2 separate regions of the Ovis aries genome follow, and region 2 is linked to region 1. The links are chromatin contacts, called in public Hi-C maps. All regions are on one chromosome and are shown on one strand. The core of a region is the stretch at or near the end of the contact, and the rest is flanking DNA. Distances in the headings are between cores, read along the strand shown.

What was found. A called contact is a pair of places that touch in the nucleus more often than the background predicts.
Region 2: a Hi-C map of tail adipose tissue shows a contact between it and region 1, with 12 times the contacts expected there. The contact joins two enhancer-like sites. A contact is called at or near these places in 10 of 16 Hi-C or Micro-C datasets (blood, hypothalamus, liver and 5 more).

What each region holds. Positions count from the first base shown.
Region 1 is chr4:96,903,328-96,909,550 of ARS-UI_Ramb_v3.0, forward strand. PODXL (podocalyxin like) reads right to left here. Exons shown (of 9, transcript XM_042249312.1): 3 at 5,456-6,082; 4 at 4,296-4,516; 5 at 3,689-3,760; 6 at 1,701-1,848; 7 at 1,431-1,492; 8 at 1,000-1,167. Among named protein-coding and RNA genes, the nearest start is that of PODXL, 45 kb to the right of the region's middle. Within about 2 kb of position 3,019, at least 9 of the 54 cell types and tissues checked have an H3K27ac peak or open chromatin away from gene starts, as enhancers often do.
Region 2 is chr4:97,031,496-97,037,718 of ARS-UI_Ramb_v3.0, forward strand. All of the region lies in intron 2 of LOC132659763 (a long non-coding RNA gene), which reads left to right. Among named protein-coding and RNA genes, the nearest start is that of PODXL, 83 kb to the left of the region's middle. Within about 2 kb of position 3,411, at least 4 of the 54 cell types and tissues checked have an H3K27ac peak or open chromatin away from gene starts, as enhancers often do.

The DNA.
Region 1 (6,223 bases), core at 1,769-4,268:
GTGACCCAAGAAAAAAGGGTAGTTTTTGAGAGTTCTCAGCCTTGCTCTAGCCTTAATATTGGCACTTCTACCCCTCTAATTCAGGAGCCCCAATTTAGCTAATGTGAACAACAGGTGGTCCTGGAGGCCAATTCTGACTGCCGGCCTGCCTCAGGGAAAGTCTGAGATGAGAACCTGCCCAGCATCCCTAGAATTCCCAGCTCGGCCCCTGGCAGCAAATATGTGACGTCAGTAGAGATGGACTTTGTTCTCCCATCTCCTCTCCTCCACTCCTTCCCCATCAAACGTTCCTCTCAATGTCCCTCCTCACCACTTCTCTGAACAGGGAAGAACTCTAAGAAAATGACTTTCATCAGGCTGAATGACTGGGACTTCTCTAGGGCCAAACATGACGCGTACAAAAACTTTTGCCCTCCCGCTGCAGGTGGAAACCATCTGAAGGGAGCTTTCTCTCCTTCTTTACCCAGGATACAACCTCAGTGGCAGAGGACCGTCCCTGGCAATCTTTAAACGAATACAGTGACCCAGAAATGCCATTTCAGTTGGGGTTTGAGGAGACTAAGCAGCGGGATTTCTTTTAAAGCTCTCCACGGTGTGCAGCCAGGGTTGAGAACCCTGAATCTGGGCGGAACTGTTACAAGGGAATCCTAGTAAGGTAGATGAAAAACCTGGTTAGATGGGTATGCCTCAGCCCATTTACAGGAATGGATCCACAGAGCAACTCTGCAAGGTGGATATTCCCACTACACAGGTGAGAAACCTGAAGCTCAGAGATTATGACTTGTTCAAGGTTACCCAGTTAATCAGAAGCAGAGCTAGGGTTTAACCCAAGAATTCTTTGACTCCAAAACCCTTGCCGCCTCTTTAATTCTTCAGGCAAATTTCCATTTCCTATAAGGGATAGTGACCTCTGCCTATCTGAAAGGGCCAATGGCTTTTTTCTAACATGTGAATAACAGGGTGAAAGTCATCCAGTGAACTGGACTGCTTGGTCCTCACCTGGTCCTTCCTATGGGAGAGGCGCTGGTGGCAGCAGGCATAGAGGGCCGCCACCAGGAGCAAGAAGGATGCCATGCAGACAATAGTGATGATCAGAGGCATGCTGAACCGGTCCTCCATCTCTTCTGGTGGTCCTTGCCCATCAAACTGCATGTCTCTGACTCCCACCTGGCCAGGAAAGAGAGAGTGACATAGCAGAAAACGGGTTCTGGGTCTCTCTCTCTCAGAACTCCCATTCACTTACAAGCTCTTCCACGTGGGGTTTGGGGGGCCTATTCCACCGCCCTGCTGTCCCCTTTTATCCTCCCATCTAGATGCTTGCAAACCAGAGGTTCCTCAACAATGAGAAACAGTGGAACCAGGGAACCGCGGGCTTCTGAGGGACAGGCTCCTGACCCAGTCTGTCCCAGCATGTGGGGCTGCCCACTTACGTCTTCTAGTTTGTCCCAGTTGTCTTTCAGCAATTTATAAACGTCCGTGGGATGGAGCTTTGCTGAGGGGGAGAGGGAGAGATGCTGGTTCAGTGGTCTAGCTCAGAGAGACACGGCAGGGACAGGGGGCTTCCTGTTCGTCCGTCTCCTGAGCAGTGTCTCTCGTGCAGGTGACGGAGAGTTGACAACTGACCCATCCTTGTGGCTCCTGTCACCCCCCTGCCCCATTCCCACCCCAGAGAGGCCTCCCCGCCCTGGCCCTCAACTCACTGATGATGGTAATGTGTTTGATGTCCACTTCCTGGGCATGTGAACCAGGAGCCATCTCTATATAGCACTGATCTTGAGTTTTGTTGAAGGAGGGTTTTACTGCTTGGCACAACACCTCGACCAGTTTGTGATTCGAAGCGACTGTGTTCTGTTGTGGGAAGACGACAGGTAATTGCTCGGGGATCATGACAGCAGCCTAGGCTTGTGGGGCCACCCTTGCAAGCTAAGGTCAGGACAAGGCTGTTGCCAGCTGTGAACCGATCGCCTGGACTGGCGGGTGACATGCTCTCCTCCTGGGCCAGCCCCTGCCTTCTCTGGCTCAGGTGGACGTCTCCTCCCTCGACCCCCCGTCCCATTTATCTCATCTTGGTTGAATAATGCCATTCCCCTGAGTGTGCCCCTCTCTCTCAGAGCTCTTTAATCATGACCTGCTGCCCGTCATCATTTCTCTCTCCTGGAAGGACCTGCGGAGGCACTGCCAGTGCAAAGATGCCAATGAACCTGCATTCACCAGCCCTTGATGCTGAGTTCAGAGACCTCGGGAGGGGAAGTGCCCGGCTCTCAGCTCAAGGTCATCCATCCCTCGGCTAAGACCGAACACCTAAATAGGCTGACAAGAGAAGGGCAAGGCCATCACTGCACAGGGGGGACTCAGGAGTGTCTGAAAGACGCACAGGACATCTTTGAGGGGCTTCCTCTATATTTCTAAGCAGAAAGAGCATGGCTGATGTGGCTTTGGGGCTGAGGGTGAGGAAGCAAAGTGTGGGGAGATTTTACCCAGTCTTCCAGAGGCACCCCAAACTGGTGTTTCTCTGACCAGACTTTGGAATAAGGACACCAAGATGAAGAAAAGGACTCTTGCTTTGGCTTGTCCCACAACCCATCCCTTGGGTTTTCTACCTGGAATTTCCTTAGGCCTACTAGCTCTCCAGCCCTCCTACCAGGTAAAGATGCAGGGCTTTCCTCTTCGCATTTATGGCAAAGGAAAAGAAGGCTTACCACCAAACACACCCCTGCCAAGTTTCAGCCAAAAAGAGAGCTGGAGGAAAGGCTGGGCAAGCGTCAGCGTGGTTCTCGCCTTGTCCAACAAGCCCAATCCCAGGAAAACCCTGCTCTGTTTGAAAACTCCAGCTTTTCTATAGTTCACTTGGAAAATTCCAGCAAAACGGACACCCAAAAGAAAACAACTGCAGAAAATAGGTAGCATTAAATTATTGTAAACCCAAGTTTTCCCTGCCGCTTGCTTTCACTTTCTGGTTCCTAGGGGTGTTTGCAAAATAGCCACTGACCAGGAGAGGGCGGCAGTGAGCCATCCATCACTAGCACTCACTCGGACCTCAGCTACTGAGTAAGCACTGCGGCAGATATCCCCAGACTAAAGCCCTTAATCCTAGGGAGACTAGCAGTCTGAAGGCAGTGGACAACACGGCTACACTCTCTCTTTCATGCAAATGGACTCACACACGTGCTGACACCAGCTCCCTCAAACAATACACACACACACACCACCCTGAGTGGAAGAACAGCTGTTGGCAACGGCTCCCCTGGGTTAGAGGCAAGCTGTCAGATAATACATGGAGCAGGAAATATAAAACCATAGACTCTTAGAACAACGAAAGTTAGGCAGACTAAGTCTCTTCTCTTCAACTGAGGCCTCTGAAGCCCAAAGAGATGGGCTTAGCAAAGTCACATCCTGAACTAGAAGCAAGCAAGAACCAGGGCTTGGGTCAGACTCTCAGAACTGAAAGCTCAGGAGACCTGGTATTTCTGGCCCTGTAGCAGCCCTGTGGGCGGGGCTTCCTTTAGAGAAGCTGGTTCTGACCCTCTGTAAGATTGGAAGGACCAAAAACAAGGGCAGGAAATGAACACATCTCTCAGCTCCTTTCTACAAGGAACACTCCATTCCCTTCCACTTTCAGTGATCGTGGAGCTAAACCGCCTTTGGAAGATGCAGGTCAGGATGGGGCCCAGGGGAGCAAGGTACTCACACAACTGTTGGCTCCCGAGATGTTCAGGGAGAGTTTGCTCTCATTCAGCTTTTCAGGAGGACGGCACTGGATCTGAAAGAAGCCACTGGGATTAAGGGCCAGGCTGAACTTGATAAGATCTCATCTTTGAATCCTCCCTCCCTCCCTTAGGTGCTTCCCTGGTGGCTCAGAATCTGCCTGCAATGTAGGAGACCAGGGTTCGATCCCTGGGTTGGGAAGACTCCCCTGGAGGAGGGAATGAAAACCCTCTCCAGTATTCTTGCCTGGAGAATCCCATGGACAGAGAAGCCTGGCAGGCTACAGTCCATGGGGCTGCAAAGAGCTGGACACGACTGAAGCGACTCACACACACACACACACACACACACACACACACAGTTAGGTGGGTGACACCAGGCAAGTAACTTGCGGCAAACTGGGAGCTGGCCAGCTGGGGTCTGACAGCCAGGTATGTTCCTGGTTATCCCGTTCTCTAAGCCGAGTCCAGCAAAGCCAGAGACAGTGGGTGAAGGATACTGGCTCTCACACCCCCGCCAGGGGCTCTGGTAGAGAAGGGTAGAGATGCTCTTCCTGGAGTCCCTTTCTCTCTGAGTCTGGGCTCTCTTACCTGCCCTATATTTGTTGGAATTACTGAGGTGGGAGAACGGGTGCTGGAGCTTTGAGGGGCATTTGACGTCAACTGAGTGCTGGAGATGGTAGATCTCCTGACCAGAGATGTGGTCCCAGGTCCCAGTGAAGAGCCTGTGGGTTGCTGAACTCCAGCGGTGATGGTGACAGCTGGCGTCTCCCTGGAGGTGTGCTGAGTTCCTTCAACAGTGACCTGTGTTTCTGTAAATGGGAAAACAAAGCTTATGAGGAAAGGTGAGTGGTTTAAACAGAAAAAGGATAGTCTTTCCTGTTCTCAGTTTTCTGAGGTTCTTCAGTCTTGCCCCACCCCACTTTGGCTTTACAGACCACAAGCAGAAGGAGGCAAGCTATGAGAAAGAGGAGGCAGATTGAGGAAGCCAGGTCCCGGCACCTAGTACAGGATGAGCAGACTAGATGAGCCGGTGTGGGAACCCGAGAGAAGTATCAACAGCAGTGACAGTGCCAGAGCAGATGTCAGCTGAGTAACTGCTTCTGCCAGGGTCCTACTCTCTTCTTCAGGCCTCACAGTGACTCTGAGGAAAGTACCATAATCACCCCTTTCATAGACAAGGCAATGGAGCCTCAGAGGGGCTTATGAATTCCGCTCTAACGCATGGCAGAGCAGGGACTGGAATCCAGGTTTATCCGACTCGGGGCCCTTGCTCTTACACAGGACATAACCGTGCTGTCGGGGTGTGGTTCTCTAGTAACTTCACCAGGTACCCACATGACATGGCAGCAGGAGGGGGAGAGGGGTGGGATGGGGTGGGATGGGGTGGGGGGTCCCCCGAAATGCGAATGCTCCGATTCACACCAAGAGACTCTGATGCAATACATCTCAAATGGGCCATGAGGCTCATGATCCATCAGTGAGGCTTGAAATGAATTTACTGGACTAAGACTAGCACTTAACAAAAGGAAAACGCTCCACTGGGCAGTTCAAAACCCTGAGCTCTCATCACAGCACACAGCTCTGCTGGCCGCAGCTCACCGCTGGATGGGAAACAGGCTGAGCGAAGGCGGTGCACATTTATGCTCTTCAACCCTCGGCATGAATCTCCACCTTCTAGCTGAACAACGGTACACAGCATAGACATCTGAAAGTTCCTCCTGCTTCAAAAAGGCAAAGGCAGCACTTACTCGGTGTGGTCAGCTGGGCTGTGAAGGTGGGACTTGTCTTCCTGCCTAAACTCGTAGTTACAGTCATTTTGTCTGATTCCGCAGGGGAGCTCCCTTTGGGCTGTGGAGGCCCAGGGGCTGGAGTCACAGGGCCGCCGCTAGGCTGCTGAGCGCCTGCGAGGCTGGTTGAGGAAGACAGGGTAGGAGAGCTGCTCGGGGTGCTATTCGGATCTGGAGAGGTGGAGACCGTCTGACTGCCTTTCGTAGTGGTCCCGCCGGCTGTGGTCACATTGTGGGCACCTGGGATTCCGGATGTGGGCGAATCATTCATTGCATTCTGGCTGCTCATGCTTTCAGGATTTGTTGAGACGGTGGTTGATGCGGCTATAGGATCTTTAGGAGCCACAAGAAAGGTGCTCCTGGCTGCGGCAGTTGTGTTTTGCTCGGCTGAGATTGACATCTCACTTGTGACAGGTGTTTTAGGCACGGATACGGTGGTCAGCACTGTGGGTGTCACACTGGATGTCGGAGCTGTACTTTGTTTGTCTGTGGTTAAATCAGAATTCTGATGATTGGCTTCTGTGGATGCTGCCTGGGTGCTTGGGCTGACACTTGACATTTTGTTCATTAGCGTTCCTGTGGCATTTCCTATGGACAAAGACAACACAGAATCAATTAGGGTATCAGGTGGAAGTCTCTCTCTCCATTGCTCCAGCTCTTTCCCAGGATCCAGAGGCCTTGCTCACATCCCTGCCACCTCTAAACGGTCTGGGCCCTTGATGTGCCCAG
Region 2 (6,223 bases), core at 2,161-4,660, 130 kb after region 1:
GACCCCCTCCTCTACCCTTCTTCTTCCTCCATCTCTGCACCTGAGGCGGCCGAGTTTCTTCCCAGCTTCCCCAAACTTCTCAACCATAAATGGGGGTCCATCCTAAAGGAAATCAACCCTGAATATTCATTGTAAAGACTGATGCTGAAGCTGAAGCTCTAATAGTTTGGCCACCTGATGTGAAGAGCTGACTCATTGGAAAAGATTGAAGGCAGGAGGAGAAGGGGACGACAGAGGATGAGATGGCTGGATGGCATCACCGACATGAGTTTGAGCAAGCTCCGGGAGCTGGTGATGGACAGGGAGGCCAGGCGTGCTGCAGTCCATGGGGTCGCAGAGTCGGACACCACTGAGCGGCTGAACAACAACCACTCCAAAGCTGCCTGCTCCCTGGGGCCGTGTGAGAATGAGACAGATACTGGGGTGGGTGCCGTGACAGGACTGTGTGTATCAGTGTTACCCCAGCTTGCACCCCGGCCCTTCTGGTGGCCGTCTGTCTGTGAAGCAGTCCCTCAGGGGCCCCAGCGGATTCCCATCACTTTGGGCAGTGCCTGGGTGACAGGGGTGTAGACATTGCCATACCATACTCAGCTGCTTCATTTTCCCTAACAAGGATTTTAAAAACAAGGGACTTATTGGTGACTACCAAAATTACACGATGCAGGTTCCCTACACAATTAAACACCAGGACTAGCGGTTGGTGTGCTGTCCAGGTGTTCTGGGTACTACTCCTGTTCCCTATAGAGCTGTCTGGCTCCTTGGGACACCACTGGGCTTGCTATCCTCTCTGCTCAGGGAGTGATTCTTTCACTCGCGTGTGCATTTGGTTACGGGTGCAACGAGCATTTATTCGGTGCTTGGAACACGCATGGCACCGTGCTAGACACAGGGGACAGCAAGATGCATAAACACACCTGCCCCCGAGGGTCTCGACGGGCAAGCCGCGAGGCCACGTCAGGATAAGTGCTCTGACTCGGCTGTGTCCTCCCTGCGGTCCCCAGAGGGTTCTGGTACGGAGCGGGGGCAGGTGATGTCAAAGGTTTAGCAGATCAGTGACATAGAGCAGGACCTGCCTCGGGGAGGCTCAGCGTGCCAGCTGCTGTGACACCAGGACGCAGACACTACCACACGGACGGTGGGGCCCCACCCCCAGCAGCTCCACCCTGTGGCACAAAGAAGATGGGCAACACGCTTGTGTCAAATAAATAAGGATTTGATGCTAGTCGAGCAGTCGTGTCCGACTCTTTTGCGACCCTTTGGACTGTAGCCCGCCAGCTTCCTCTGTCCATGGGATTTCCCAGACAAGAATACTGGGGTGGGGTGCCAATTCCTTCTCCAGGGGATCTTCCCGACCCAGGGAATCTAAGCCGGGTCTTCTGAATTGCAGGCAGATTCTGTCTGTCTGAGCCACCAGGGAGTCAAATAAACCAGGATTTCATGACCGTATCGTAAAACATCTTTCTCTGCCTGCTCCTGCCTGGAATCCGGCATGGAGGTCTGGGTCTATGTTGCATGTTCTCTGGACTGATGGTCAGAGCTCTGTGGACCGGTTGGCCTGCCTTGACCGACTCACAGAAAAAGCTGTTTGTTCACCTTCTGGGCCAAACATCACCGGAAAGACCCACTTTAGAAAAGAAGACAACTCTATCTACAGCAGCATTTTCAAAAGTATGTTCTACAAATATGAATTCAAAATAATTTATGAGGGAATTCCTTCGCAGTCCAGTGGCTAGGACTCTGTGCTTTCCCTGCTGAGTGTGTGGGTTCAATCCCTGGTCGGGGAATTAAGATCCCACAAGCTGTGTGACAGGGCCAAAGAAAAAAAGAAAAACACAAATTAAAGGAAAGAGACTTCCCTAGTGGTCCAGTGCCTAAGGCTCTGCGCTTGCAATGCAGGGGGCCCAGGTTCGATCGCTGGTCAAGGAACTAGACCCCAAATGCCAGAAAGAGGAGACATTTGTGGCCCTAAGTTAATATGTACTGGTGTAAAAATAAAACAGGTGTGTTTCTAAGTAGCTGCTCAGGGATTTTGGTAGGATGACTCTCCAGGAGGTGGAATGGTCCTGCCTTCAGCCTTCTGCAGACATGTTTGACATCGAGCTCTTTTAATGAACCAGCTCTTCTTTTCACACTGGAGTTTTGGGGAGGATTGATTTGGGAGAACCTTCTTTATGGATTTACCCTTCCCCTCCACCTGGGCTTCCCTGGTGGCTAAAGAATCTTCCTTGCAATACAGGAGACCTGGGTTTGATCCCCAGGTCAGGAAGATCCCCTGGAGAAGGAAATGGTAACCCACTCCAGTATTCTTGCCCAGGAAATCCCATGGACAGAGGAGCCTGGTGGGTTACAGTCTGTGGGATCGAGAAGAGTTGGACATGACTGAGTGACTAACACTTCACTTCACTTCTCTACCTATATCCAATACTAAAGGAAGGAATCAGTTAGACTTCAGGCCCTGCTGGCCTTCTTAACAGGAGTGAGACCACCCCCGAAGGGGTGCAGTGGTTCTTGAAGAGGAAAACAGTCTCTCTCTGTTTGTGTATTATGTAGCCATATAGTACCTACACAGATACGCAGGATCTCCATACTATTAAAATTTCATGGGGGAGGGAGGGAGTGATCAGAGGAAAACAAAATGACTACAAAGTCTCCTGAGAAGGGCAATGGTGAAAAAGAGTTGGGGCAATGCTGCCATGCAGACTATCAGCCAGTCCATCTGGGGTCAGGTGACAGCCCTGCTGCTGTGTGACCTGGGGTAAGTTGTTTGCCTCTCTGAGCCTCAGGTGCCTGACCCAGAAATAGAGGCTCTTGTCGTCTCATGATACTGCAGTGAACTCGGACAAAATAAATGCAGTGCCTAACACACAGGAAGTGTTTGACAGACTAAAGGCAGCCCTTCAGGCCTGGGACTTTGCTATCCAGCGTGGGTAATTGTAGTGGGGCTACTTGATAGGCCCTCCTATTGGGTTTCTCAGCCTTTAGGGGACACAGAGGATGAGATGGTTGGATGGCATCACCGACTCAATGGACATGAGTTTGAGTAAACTCCGGGAGTTGGTGATGGACAGGGAGGCCTGGTGTGCTGCAGTCCGTGGGGTTGCAGAGTCAGACACCACTGAGGGACTGAACCGAACTGAACTGAGGCTGTAGACTGATACATAAAGATACAGGAAGCTTAGAACAGCCAGGCCTAAGGAAAAGGAAATGGGGAAATACTATTTATTTTAAAGCTTGTAAGATAAACAAAAAAGCAGTGTAGCCTAGGGGCACCCCACCAAGTCAGAGTGGGCCATGGGGGTGGTGACAGCGCCACCTGGGCACTCCACCGCCCCCCTGGATGGCAGGGCCCTAGCCCCTGGGATCAGGCCCTTCATCCTGTAGGCCCACCCTGCTGGGTTCCAGGGTCTGGGATAGACACCGGGGTGGGTAGGGCAGGCCCAGGCAGAAACTGTCTGCTGCACCTAAAAATAGTGTGGGAGAGAACAGGAAACAGAAATTTCAGGCCAACCGGGAAATGCCTTTGAATTATCAGGAAATCAGGGCTGGAGCCCTGGGGCAGCCACACCCTTGCAGCAGTTCCCAAAGGAGACGGTGGAGGAAGCTGGCGCTGGGGAGGGGAGGGGGCGCCTAACTGGGAAAGTGTTAGGCTCCGTGCTTTGCTTCCTGCTCTGTGCCCTGTTGGTCTTTAGTTGCATGCGGATGAAAATCTTTTTTAGATGGCCAACAGTCCCAGTGCTCCCAGGACTGAAGGGGACATGGAACTTTGAGTTTTCAGACTGGGGAGTCCTGTGCAAACTCATGAGTTGGTCACCTTCTTAGCAGAGGATGTTTCAGTCTCTCAAAGCTATAGTGCCAGGGTTACCATCATGCCTGCACAGAGCATCCCTGGAGGAGTTCTTAAAAACCCCCAGATCAAGGCCTCACTCAGACCAGTTTACTTAGACTCTGGGGTGGGGAGCAGGCAGCTTGGATTTTAAAGCTCTTCGGGCAGGTGATTCCTCTGTGCAGCCCAAGCTGAGAACAGAGGAATTCCTGTGAGTTAAACATCACCTGGGGTCTGTTTTCCTGTCTCACCCCCAGAAATTCTCAATGTACCGTCTGCAGCGGAGGCTTAGAATGCTTCATTTAAAACTAAGCCAGCAGTCTGGATCAGGAGCATAAATTTATTCTCCAAGGTCAACTTTCTATAGGTCTGCAGCTGAAACATGGTACTCACTGTTTGCACAGAGAGGCCAGCTGCATGAAAACTCACTCCAGGACTTTCCTGGTGGCACAGTAGACGGAAATCTGCCTGCCAATGCAGGGGACACAGATTTGATCCCTGGTCTGGGAAGATTCTATATGCTGAGGAGCAACTAAGCTCGTGTGGCACAACTACTGAGCCTGAGCTCTAGAGCCCAGGAGCCACAACTGCTGAGCCTGCATGCTGCAGCTTCTGAAGCCCGTGCGCCTGGAGCCTGTGCTCCACAAGAAAAGCCACCGCAGTGAGAAGCCCACGCACCGCAATGAAGAGCAGCCCCTACTTGCTGCAACTAGAGAAAACCCCCCGTGTGCAGCAACAAAGACCCAGCACAGCCCCTTGCCTCCGCCCGCCCCCCAAAAACTCATTCTAATACATCTGCGGAAAAACTGGAAGATTTATTTGTGAGAGGTTCCTTTGCTGTGCAATACCATACAACTTCATGGAACAAAAAATCTGATAGGTTTGGTAGATTTTACTGCACTGAAAGTGAGATTCCAAGGTGAACTGAGGAAAGAGGGTATGAAAAACTGTACCAGTTAGGTTGTTACTAAATTTTATTTGGCTTGTTGTAAAACTGAAATATATTTGAAAAAAAAAAAGAAGTCATGTTTTACTCATGCAAGGTTCCTCTGGGCACACTTTGAGAAAAAACTGGCCTGGCGTCTTATTCCTTTGTGAATCTGCTAGCTTTGAACAGGAAAGCATGCTCTGATCAATCCAATCAAAATGTTTATTCAACACCTCCGCCCAGGATGACAGAAGAGGTTACAAAGATGACTTCATCAAGGTCCCTCTAGTAAACGCAATTAACTTCTAATGAGCAAGAAAGCCACACTTCAGGGCAGCTGGTGACAAAAGTCTTTGCTGGGGAATAAACCTAGGATTGAAATGATGAAAAGTACAGTGGAGGGAGCCTCAGAATTCCTCAGCTGTTTTCACATCCCTTCTATGAATTAGCAGTGGTGAGACCCAAAACAATTCTTCTTTCTGAATCCTCATCTATAAATTGTAAGGCTGATGACCTGACTCCTCAGGCCCTCACCTCATCTGAATCGGTGATTCTGAACCTGATCAGTGTGTCATGTTGGATAGCAGAGTATAGCATTCCCCCATGCTATGGACAAGCTCCTTCTCTCCTGTGGCTAAAAAGAGGACACATTTGCTTTGGGACTGAAGCAGGAAGAAGATGAGCCCCCGCTGGCTGAGCAATTGCGGGGTCATTCCCTGTAGACAGAAACTCTAAAATATCATGTGCAAATTCCAAATTTCATGTCCTAATAGCAGGACAGTCAAGAGAGGAAGCTGGGCCCTGCCCAGATAAGAGATAATAGATCACAAACTGGGCTTCCCTGGTGGCTCAGTGGTAAAGAATCTGCCTGCTAATGCAGGAGACACAGGTTCCATCCCTGAGTTGGGAAGATTCCCTGGAGGAGGAAATGGCAGCCCACTCCAGGATTCTTGCCTGGGAAATCCCATGGACAGAGGAACCTGGTGGGCTACAGCCCATGGGGTTGCAAAGAGTCAGGCATGACTTAGCGACTAAATAACAACAATAGGACCACATACTTTTCATTCGCAAAGTCAAGGAGACCTTCCTGACTAGAAAACTTCTTGGAGGTCCAGAGGGGAGTGATGCTAAGCTACCCATAGGCCTCTTTCTTGGAATACATCTTGGCTGAGAGATGTGTGAGTGCGTAGGGGAGGATCCTGAGATATATCAAATACGGACTCAGAACTAGGCAAGTCAAAATGATTGGTCAAAGCAAACTCAGAAGAAATGCCCCATATAAGTAATTCAAACTACCACAAGGGCGCAACGCTCTGAGTCCACCCGGGTGTCTATCCGCACGTGCTGGACTCTTTTTTCCTTCTGGTAAACACTTTACTTGTCTCGCTGCTTTCCTTCTTCGTGGGAGTTCTTTTCTGCAAAGCTGAAGGGCCAGGGCCTTGTCAGTGACCACTGGTCTAGTGCCTAGGATT